Linked DNA regions of Anser cygnoides: regions 2 and 3 are each linked to region 1. A link is a contact called in public Hi-C data. All regions are on one chromosome and are shown on one strand. The core of a region is the stretch at or near the end of the contact, and the rest is flanking DNA. Distances in the headings are between cores, read along the strand shown.

Evidence for each region. Hi-C and Micro-C count contacts between places; a contact is called where the count stands out from the background.
Region 2: a Hi-C map of liver shows a contact between it and region 1, with 10 times the contacts expected there. The contact joins the enhancer-like site here to the promoter of SDC1 in region 1. A contact is called at or near these places in 2 of 7 Hi-C or Micro-C datasets (both in liver).
Region 3: a Hi-C map of liver shows a contact between it and region 1, with 2.2 times the contacts expected there. The contact joins the enhancer-like site here to the promoter of SDC1 in region 1. A contact is called at or near these places in 3 of 7 Hi-C or Micro-C datasets (granulosa cells and liver).

What each region holds. Positions count from the first base shown.
Region 1 is chr3:112,718,897-112,722,548 of Taihu_goose_T2T_genome, forward strand. SDC1 (syndecan 1) reads right to left here and starts at 2,275. Exons shown (of 5, transcript XM_013194845.3): 1 at 1,977-2,275. The coding sequence starts at 2,033.
Region 2 is chr3:112,452,425-112,455,696 of Taihu_goose_T2T_genome, forward strand. LOC125179933 (a long non-coding RNA gene) reads left to right here. Exons shown (of 4, transcript XR_010830655.1): 1 at 1-3,272. Among named protein-coding and RNA genes, the nearest start is that of LAPTM4A, 110 kb to the left of the region's middle. Within about 2 kb of position 1,952, at least 2 of the 3 cell types and tissues checked have open chromatin away from gene starts, as enhancers often do. A contact at or near this core is called in liver, where this site is marked.
Region 3 is chr3:112,401,936-112,405,581 of Taihu_goose_T2T_genome, forward strand. No RefSeq gene overlaps it. Among named protein-coding and RNA genes, the nearest start is that of LAPTM4A, 55 kb to the left of the region's middle. Within about 2 kb of position 2,261, at least 2 of the 3 cell types and tissues checked have open chromatin away from gene starts, as enhancers often do. A contact at or near this core is called in liver, where this site is marked.

The DNA.
Region 1 (3,652 bases), core at 1,025-3,524:
GATGAAACAATCGAAACCCCGTTCTCCTCAAGGTGCAGGCTGGATTGTCCGCTGTCCTCCTCCATGCTCACCTGGCTTTGAGGCAGGGTTATATCCCACAAAAGTATCCCTTTGGGACAATAACCAAGCTAATCCATTAAGATGCATCAGCCTTCTCATTTCAAGAAATTCAATGCCTCCATCAATTCAAAGAGGAATTTTAATCTCATATGAGATGTTTGAGTAGCAAAGTGTTATCTTGAGGAAGGAAAGGAACCCACAACTATTCCTGCTCCTAAGAGTGCTCAGAAAGAAAACAGCTATCATTTGGCCACTTTCTTGTTCCTGCTGCTTAGTTAAGTCCTGCAGCGATAGCCAAGGGTCAAGCGATGTGCCAGAGGCAGTGGGACACCCTCCCATAACCGGACCACCAAGAGCCCAGCACACCCATGCCAGCACCCATAACGCCGTGACCTGCCACATGCAAAGGACTGCGTAAGGTCACTCTGCTTTCTCCGCTCAGCACCGAGCGCGGCCACTTGATGCTAAAGCCTAATTGCTCCAGCTGGGTGGGAAAGGCAGCCTCATCTGTGTCACTGACATTTCGACATGGGAAGGTGGCCACGTGGTCCCCAGGAGGGAACCAGCCTCAGTGCTGAGTCACCACCGAGAGCCCCGAGGACTCCTCTGTTGCTCACCAGGACGTCCCTCAACCCGAAGCATCAGCCAGGCCGTCTCCCCACGCACAGGAAAACTCCAGACGAGCATTCACTTCATGCCTTTACCATTTCTAATAAGAAACATTTATCACTGGGTGATTTTATCCAAACGCGCTGCAGAGGCTGCAAGTGAACTGCAGTTTTTCCACTTTATTCATTAGCAAGCTCATTCAGAAGCGAGGAGCAGAGCCCTCTCCCCACGAGGCAGGGCTGATTACGCTCACGTGCTTGTCATTTTTGGCCACCTCATGGACTAACTACTCACTACCATGTGTGCTAGCCAGCTGGATGTCCACATCTACAGGCAGAGCCCGCAGGCAGGACGGCGCAGCAAAGCCACAGGTATTTTGAGCAGCCTCGGTCCTGCTGTGCACTTTGTTCTGCCACTCCTTATCCAACTACCGCTGTAGATCGTCTCCAGACCAGTTTCAAATCAATTATACCCTTTCTGAACAAAATAAAAAAAAAAAAGGGGGAAGCGTGCTTTGATTCCCATGCTCCTGCCCACACGAAGCCTCAGGTTCTGCTTGCTCTTCGCTGCTTGGCGGGGCTGAAGGCTCCCGAGCGATGCATGCGAGCACCTGGGGAGCGAGCACCCTTCACCCTGTAAGCAAAGGGTGGCTGTGTGCCCCCCGGGGGTGCCGAGCAGGGCTCCCACCCCACGCAAACCACCAGGAGAGCTCCTACACAAGGAGCTGAGGCTGCTGCGGCCAGACCCTCGTCGGGCAGCGCTGGGCCAGACACCCTCTCCTCTAGCCGCGGATGACATCTGGCGGCTGCTGCTGCGGCAGGGAGCCGGGGCTTTCCGAGGCTGCAGCCCCACAGGGCCTCCTCCCCCCGAGCTCCCCGCGGCACGGAGCTCCTCCTGGAGCGCCGGGGTTGGGAGGAAGAGCACACCGAGCCGGGGAGGGCAGAGGGGAGCAGGGGACGGCCCCGGGAGGCTCCGGACCCCCCAGCGGGGCACCACCACCCGCTGCCCGGCACAAAAAGAGGTCCACAAAGGCACCTCCCCGGCCACAAAGGGCCCGATGCGAGGCTCACCCCAGCCCCGAAGGACCGGCCGGGGGGGCCCCGGGTGGCCGCGGCGTGCTCGGAGCCTCGCAGCGGGGCGGAGCCGCCGGCAGGTCGGGAGCAGCAGCAGCAGCAGCAGCGGGGCTGCTTTGAATTAAGGCTCCCGCCAGCACAAAAGGCCATTGAATCCCCTCCCAAACCACCACCCCGAGCCGGCCGGACGAGGCAGAGCCCCCAGCCCCCGCAGCCCCCCGCCGCCGGGCTCACCGGGAGGGCAGCGTGCAGGCAGAGCGCCAGCAGCCACACGGCCGCCGCGCCGATCATCCTTCCTCCGCGCCGGGCTCGGCACTGCCCTTTCCTCTCGGGCTCCCCTCTCGGAGTACGCTTTAGAAAAATCTGCCGGCTTTCACTCTTGAATTTCCAATATTTTCCTCTTTTCTTTTTTTTTTTTTTTTCTTCTCTCACCCTCCCTTCCCCAGCCGCTCTCGTGCTCTCTCTGCGGCGGCGAGGAGTTGAACTCTGTCTTTTAATGAACCCACTGCAACAACCTTCACCTTACGGCCACCCCCCGGCCGGCTCCGCCTCCCCTCGGCTCCCCTCCCCTCGGCTCCCCGCGCCGGCCCCAGCCCTGCCCCGGCCCGGCCCGGCCCGGCCCGGCCCGGCCCTGCCCGCCCCCGCGCTACCTGCGCCGCCAGCCCCCGGCCGCCCTCCGCCGGTCCCCCCCTGCCCGGAGCCGCTGCTCCCCTCGCGTCGCCCTTCCCCGATTTCCTCCGCCGCCGTGCTCCGGCCGAGCTTCCTTCCTCCTGGCTAAAAATAAGGAGAAGTTGGAAAGCCCTCCCTTCCCTTCCCGCTGTGGGAACGATGCTGTTGAACAACCCCCCCCCCCCCCCCCCCTTTTGTTTTCCTCAGAAAGAAGTGGGGAATGGGCCGTGCTGCTGGTGCTGGGACAGGGGTTTCCAAAGGGGTAAAATCGAGTTTAAAAAAATGCTGCTTCGGGTCTGCGGCACGAAGGGGCTGCTTTCAAAGAAGCCCCTTCCTGCCTGGCTGTGCCCTCCGGAGTTAAAAGCAACTTGAGCGCTCTCCTGCGCTCTTTGCACGTCTCGCCGTAGATAGTGCAAATGGAGCAGGCAATAAAATACAAAAAAAAAAAAAAAATCCTGCACAAAATACAGCACGGGCCGAGTTTTATTACCCCGCTCGCACGGCCGGGGCTGCAGTTCCTGTTTGCTCCCAGTCCATTCAGTTGTCGGGTTGTTTTTCTTTTTGCCTTTGTGTGTGTGTGCCAGCACATGCTGGAGTGTTGGCTATAAACAATGCAAGCAAATGTCTGCGCAGGCTTTAAAAGAAAAAAAAAAAAAAAGGAAAGAATTAAAAACACTTTTTAAGAGCTAGTGCTGCTGCTGGGAGTGCACGTTGGTGGCACTGTCAGTGGGCACCGCGTGCCTGTGGGGTGGTCGGGGTGGAGGAGGGACACGGCCAAGCTAGTGGCCATGGGGCCGTGCTGTCCTAGGATGAAAGGGGGGGGGCACACAAAAAAGAGCTGCAATCAGCGCTTCTGGTGTCTCTCAGGGCCCTCGGGCGGGTGTTGGAAGGGGACGGCAGGACCTCTGCCAGACTGAGGATCCCTTTCCGCAGCTGTGGCCCAAAGGCTAATAGACCTAATTGGATATTCAGTGTGGCTAAAACTCTCATGATTTTATCACGTGTCTTTAATTAGCTCTCTTTCTTTCCCTCTCTCTTACATTACGCGTGCAGCGTTCCTCTGAACAACCCCTGCCATGCCGCCTTTCCCTCAGTGGGGCCGTGGCCGCCATGTTCCGCTCCCCCATGCTGGGGCTGCTGGGGAGAAGATGGCGCCGCTGTGGCTTTGTGGCCAAGATGGCCACAGGCCGTGAGGCGGTGGGGCGGAAAGGCAAAGTGGGGTGGAGAAAGGAGGCAAAATA
Region 2 (3,272 bases), core at 702-3,201, 270 kb before region 1:
GCATGCAACCAAAAATGTTCTGTTTAATATATTGCCAAAATATAACTCTTAAGCAAAACAGACTCTGCATTTTCTAACTGTTACTTCCTTTAGCTATGGCTGTAACAGCTCAATTATGATGTGTGCACACGTGCGTGTTTCTGTATGTGCACGCACAGGTCTCTAAAATTTATTTTTAAACTTTTCTATACGAAGAAAACTTCTTTCATGCCTGGATGTGGAAAAAAAAAAAAAAGAAAGAAAAGAAAAAAAGAGGTCATTTATTTGCTGAACTTGTAACAGCTCTAGTTCCCAAGGAGACAAGCATGGACACTCTTCAGAGACCTCCTGAATCTAATTGCTTAACATTTTTTTCATGCTTGCTAATTGCTCTGTGCAGCTGGTTTTATTTAAGGAGCTAGCATTTAGAAGTTGAAATGAGGACGTACTGCAAACTTTACCCCACAGCTCACTGTGCTGTACGTTATGCACAGCAACTCAGACCATTAACCAGAGGTGAGGGGTAAAAGACGAACTGATGCAACTGCAGAGAGATGCGTGAGGATACAGCTGGACAGAACAGCTCAGAGCTGCAAAAAAAGCTCCTGTCCCAACGGAGGATGTGCACACAGCAAAACGTATTAGCTTTTGAGGATTTCCAGGCGGTGAGCAAGGTCTGGCTGGCTGCGTACAGGAGGCGAATGTAAGCATTCAGCACATGCGCAGAGCAGCCTCAGCACTGCTCGGCTCGCCCCGATGGTCAGAAGACAGGGAGAGGAGCTCGCTCCTTTCCAGCTGGGAGATCTGGGGTGTTCCATGAAATAAATGTCTGCAAACAGGGGGAAAAATAATGCTGACCTTGGGAATATAAAACAGGAATAAACTGATGTATGCTGTTTTTTCTCAAGCACTGAGGGGCTGAAACATGAAGTATTTTCAGTATATAGACACCCTCTGCCAATATGCTTCCCATAGCTTTCAGTGAAATGCAATGTAATGGAAATCAAGCTTTAAAAATAATAGCAATTTAATTAAAAATTCAATTCTCTGCCAGAAGTGTTTTGAGGGGAAGTTGTTGCTGCTGAACGTGCCCGTAAATTGCATTGTCAAAGAAGGTCAGTAGCAGCCACTGGGTGAGGAGGACTGCATATATTTAGTCCTCCTAACATAAATTCTAGCATAAATTTATGTAAGAAAACCCTCCCGTTTTCTCTCCTAGCCAAAGCTGCAACTGTGAATGAGAGAGGTGCTGGTGGTTGCTCCTCCCGACCGCAGGGACGTGCAATGAGGGTCTATGAGAAGGTCGCAGCAAGGACCTGAGCTGGCCCAGATCTGGGACAAGCTAAGGGCCATTTCGATGGAGAGCTGCTGCCTTTTAACCTTTTCTAGCATTAAAAATATTTTTTAGAACAAACTTTATTATTGTGTCCTACAATGGACGCTTTACACACACCTGCAGAAGAGTCTTTGAATCGCCTGAGGCAGCCATCGGCTTGCAAAGTCCTTCTGCCCTCTGGGGAAAATGAGATCAATATCGAACCTTGGATCCTGACCCACTTCGAGTTTTCCCATCCTGCTTCACGCCTCGCTGCCATCAACAATCTCAGCAGAAAGGATCCTCCCCTTTCCCAGGGGGAGCTGTGGGATCACCCCAACCTCCCGGAGCGATGAGATGAGACAAAATGGCAGCTCTTGTTGGCACCAGTATACAACTCCAGGTCACATCCTAGAGGTTGGAGGGGGCTGCCAGAGAGGCTTAGGGCCATGCTGTCATTTATTTCTCCCTGGGCCACGTGCAAAATCTAGGAGGGGTTTTCTGCTCCGCCCTTCACTTACTTTCCCCCAACACTCATGAGTCCCTCACAAACTGCTTCATTTCAGTGGCTTGTTCTGGTGATGTTTCTCCCAGCCGTCTCACTCTGAATATCCGCAGACCCGTTAATAAAGGATCCTGGCTGGGATGCTGGCCCCTGACTCACATACGTGCTTAATGTGATTTATGTTCACGACCAGTAAAAGCAAAAAAAGCACCTTAGGCATTACATTTTTTTTTCAATAACGTATCTGGGAATGTAGAAGGTGCTAAATGAGCAGTAGGATTGCTCTCTGCCTTCAGTGAAAACACTGCCTATTACAGGTAAAACATTAATTCAAGAAATCAAATGCAAGTGGTAGGCAGTTCAAACAAAGCCTGCTTCCTGGTTCAAAGCCCAGCTCAGACCTTGATCTGTCTGCCCCCAGAATTTGTTAAAAAGGCAGGTTTCACTCTATCGGTTATGACTGGATGTTACGGTAAAAAAGTGGTAGCAAAGTGTTTTGAATAACTTGAGCATTTCCAGGCTGTGCATGCTTGCTGTTAAAAAGGAGTGCTCTCTCTGGCACACACTGGGAGATTTTCTGATTAAATTACAATTCTGAGCAAGTGAAATGTTGTTTCATTGCAGCATAGGTTATTTAGTTAAAGATTAAAAACAAACAAACAAAAACCCCTAAAACTGCTACAGAATATGAATTGCCAGGGTTAAACTACTCTCAGGTGCATTGGTGTAAATCCGTTGATAACACCTCTGCTGACAGGGTTATCCTGAATTTGTACTGGTGCAAGTGGAGGGTGGGAACGATATTTGCAGTAAATACACCCCTATGCTTTCAAACACCCTGTATCACCCAGCTACGCAAACTACCATCAGCAGAGCATGGATGTGCTATTTTGGAACAAACGAACAACAACAACAACAAAGCCTATTACATTAAAACAATAAAAACAATGAGTGAGAGGGAGTTTAATCAGAGGGCAGGCTTGTGGTCTTAACGTTCCCACAGATCTGCAGATATAAACCTCCTCTCACACTAGGCTTCATGTACTCGTGCTCTCCTCTGAGGAGAAGCAAGGAGACTTTTCTATAATTATACTCATTAGTACCTGTCTTTTTATAATGCTTCCAAATTTTTTTTTCAGAAGAAAAATATGAGAATATGAGGCATGAGTTGTATGATGTAATTTCTATCATAAAATCTTCCCTAACAGCCTGCCTAATCAAGTACTGTTTGTTGTTTGTTAGTAGCCTTGTCTTTGTAGCTGCGAGAGGTAAGAATATGTGTGGCATGACTTTAAGGGAGAGGCAACAGTTTTTACTGCGGGTAAAAAAAAAAAAAAAAAAAACCTTCAGAAAACACAGCTAGAAAAGCAGACAGGCTTTCAAGCAACAAGTTGGACTTGAAGAAGTGTTTGTATGCCTGAAAACTTGCCTGCTTTTTCCATCTTTATCACTTGGTCTAATAAAAGATTACCA
Region 3 (3,646 bases), core at 1,011-3,510, 320 kb before region 1:
AATTTACCTGCAGTTCTTATTTCTGATTTTCAAGTGTTCAAAATATAATGAGTAATTAGAAGCTACTAGCAGTGCAAAAAAAAATAAATCTATAAATTCAATAAAAGTAATTAAAATCTCTGGTTGCATAATTCACAAGGTTTCATAATTCTCTAGCATTTCTCTTTTATATAAGACAACAACTGAGTCAGAAACTTCAACGCATTTTGTTACGAGCTCATTTGGTGCACAGTCCCTGTTTGCTTTCTGGCTATGGTCATAAGATGATCTACATCCAATTACATCTCCCCGCCTGCAAATCAGATATTTGTTACACACCCCTGATGACTGCGTGCAGCCAAGTTGCATAATGTCTTCGTAAATCTTATTTGAATGAATGAGTCGTTGAATTAAAAAAAATGATGTAAAGCTTAGTCCTGCCCTTTTGTGTGCTATACTTCGCTACGCGCTTGGGAGAATTAGCGGCTGGGGAGATGAGCCTCAGCTTCCCCCACGACACCCGGGAGGTAATGACCGAGCATTCGGGGTCACACTCTGACTCAGCCGTCATTATACAAGCAAGGTACCAGCTAAGGAGCCAGAACGTAGGTAGTTTGTATTGAGGCCAGCGTTCCCTTGACATTTATTTCAGTTTCATAGTATTTATTCTGTGGGCAATAAAGCTTCTGCCCACAGAAGGGAATTATTAGAAAACCTGAAAATATGACCTTATGCATGGTAAGAGCCGTAAGCATAGGGAAAGCTGATTTTTGTCTAAATTTATGACACATGCACTGGCTGTGAAACTTGCGTTCCCATGTGCATCAGTGCATCGTGCTGCCACTGAAAACAGCACGTCTGATGCAGAGGTCAGGCAAAACTTTTTGTTTCAGTGATTCTGCAGAGGCAGGAGTATGCGTTTAATAAAGTAACCTTGCTTCTTCATGCAGGTCTAAATCACAAGGCCCAGTAAATTGCCCACAGAAAGCTGTACCAGATCTCCGCATTACATAAAATCCCATCTCCATCGCTTCTCAGTACATTTCCAAGGGAGGTGAGAATAATGTTCGCTGACCTGCCTTTGGGTGTGAGCTGTGCCGAAAGCAGTTGCAGCTGTTGACAACGAGCCCTCAAAAACCTGTCCCACTTGAAAACCTGTCCCTCGCTTTTCACAAGAGCAAACAGGCAGAACAGATAAAGGCAACGATTTTGGCTTGCTGTCCTGAGTCTGCAGAAGTGGTGAAACAGCAATAAACCTGCTGATATTACTCACGATAGTGTAACTGATCTCCAGCTCAAGAAATTAAAGACATGTTTACCTACAGGTACCTCCCCTGGTGTTTAGCTCACCCGAAGTCTTTTCTTTATTATTGTGTTTTTTTTTCTTTCTTTCTCTCACTTGGACAGCAAGAAACTGAAATCTGGAAGATAATTTTGGCTTTAATTCCCCAGGAATTAGTCCACAAGAGACCGTGCCACATGTCTTAGATTGGCACTTTCAGCAGCCTGGTGAGATGCCAGAGGACTGGGAAGTGCTCGTGGGTTTGCTGGCAGTGTTCCTGTTCATAAACTGCTCCTTCACCTTGGTCAGATTAATTTAGTGGCAAATCAGGTTTGCAATCGAGTTCACTCCTCCTGGGAGACAGGGCACAGCTGGCAAGAGCTCTGACTGAAAAACTGATTTCTTCTTTCATCACAGGAGGGAACCACAAATTTTAGAGATGGAAAAAAAAGTGAGGGAGAATCCCCTCACCTACTCTGGAATAGCCAAAGAGTCCAGGTCCCAAATCCAGATGTGGAGAGCATTTCACTGTTAATTTTGTAAATAGCACTTTTATTTTTTTTTTTCCCTATAGCAGCATTTTACCTTTTTGTTCTAGGGGAAAAAATATGCTTTGGGGAAAAAAAAAATCTATTTACAGATCTGAGTTGAGTTTGGCCAAAAGTATTGACCCTCAAATTGGAGGATATTTTTATTTTTTAATTTTACTTCGGTATTTCTTCCTGGCATTTGCCAAACATAACTTTTCTATTTTCATTACAAGAAGGCATCTTGAATTTTGAAATTGTCCTAAACTTACAAAAGAAAGCTTTTTAGATAGTTAAGCTCTATCTCCTGCAAGAGTCTTAAAATATTTTGGTTTAGAGCAAATATATTTTAGATGGTGATAAAAGTATTTCTCCAGAAAACCCCAAATTTCTCTTTTCTGGTTCAACCCAAGCCAAAAAGTTTCCCTCTAATTATTCATTCAACCACACACTAACAGGAAATGTTTTTTTGTATACTCAGCACCACAAGGCAGACTAAAGGTCGAGCCTCTGTCCTAATGTCCAGCTCTTTGTGGAAATGTTATGTGAATTCTGTTCTAGTCCAAGGTCCCTGTCCCTGACCTACTAAGCTACCTTGGCAGAATAAATATTTCCTGAATTAAGCAAAAATCTCCCCCATTTTTCCCCGCCAAAGGGGATATACATGTTCTAGCAAGTCATTTTGGTGCAGATTAACTGAAATCTTCAGTTAAAGAAGATTTTGGGGGGAAACGTTTTACCTTCCCTAATTGCTGTGAGGGTGTGTGGGGTGATTTCTTTTTCCTTTCACATTCCACGAAGGAAAGAAGCAGCCCCAGAGGCGGTGAATGAATCAGCTGCTCCCCACAAAGCTGCCATGCTGGGGCAGTGGGGACCGACACCTTTATCCCTTGGGAGAGTTTCGGCAGGGGCAACGGGCTGTCTGTCTGTCCGTCCTCATGGCGATGCAATGGGGACTGGCAGTGAGCATGCTTGCTTAGAGCCTCTATGATTTACAAAACCACTTGATATCACAGTTATCTCCATGGGAGTATTCTCCAGAGGTAGCACAATGTGGGAGATCGGGAGCCCCTGCAGGGATAACACATTGCATTTCTCAAAAATTTTGAGAAGCCATGGGAGATGCTGAGGACAACCTGGGTAGAGGTTAAACCATTCATGGAAAAAACAAACAAACAAAAAAAAAACATCACAATTAAAAGGAGAAACTAGTTGCCTCACAGCCAGAAAGGACGAAGATCTCACTTGCTTTCCTCCCACGTAGATAGCAAAGAGAAATCAGGAAATGAGAATCTGAGAAAGATATGGCTGTAGTACTACTTTTATTCCCCTACATTGTCCGTCTTTAAGCAATACAGGACCCATGCACATGAGTGAGCTCATCACACTCATTTACACAAGGAAGTAGCAGAGGATTTGCCCAGAATGGCTCTTCTGGTGATAAAGAAACAGATTTAAATAGGAGGACTTCATGATGAACCTACACAAAGCTCCAATGAAACTCCCAGCCTGATACTGCGAAGTCCCAAAACCTCATTTCCACCTGAGGGAGGAGGGAGGCCTTGTCACCCACACACCCAGGGCAGGATTTTTGTGTTTGCATTGTTTTGGTTTTTAAAAATCATCATCCTGAATGCAATGCACCTGACATCTCATGCCATGTGCTTTCCTCATCTTTTTCACACGTGTTCCTTGTGTTTCCTTTCCTTCCTCTGTATTGTGATCCCCCCTATATCTGAGCACATATCCCTTTTCTTGGGCATCAGAGACACACTGAAGTGCTGATGCCTGCAGGGTGGGCTCCTGCACCTGAACTGCTGGTGGACATTCCTCGACAGTCAGGAGAGGCACTCACGGG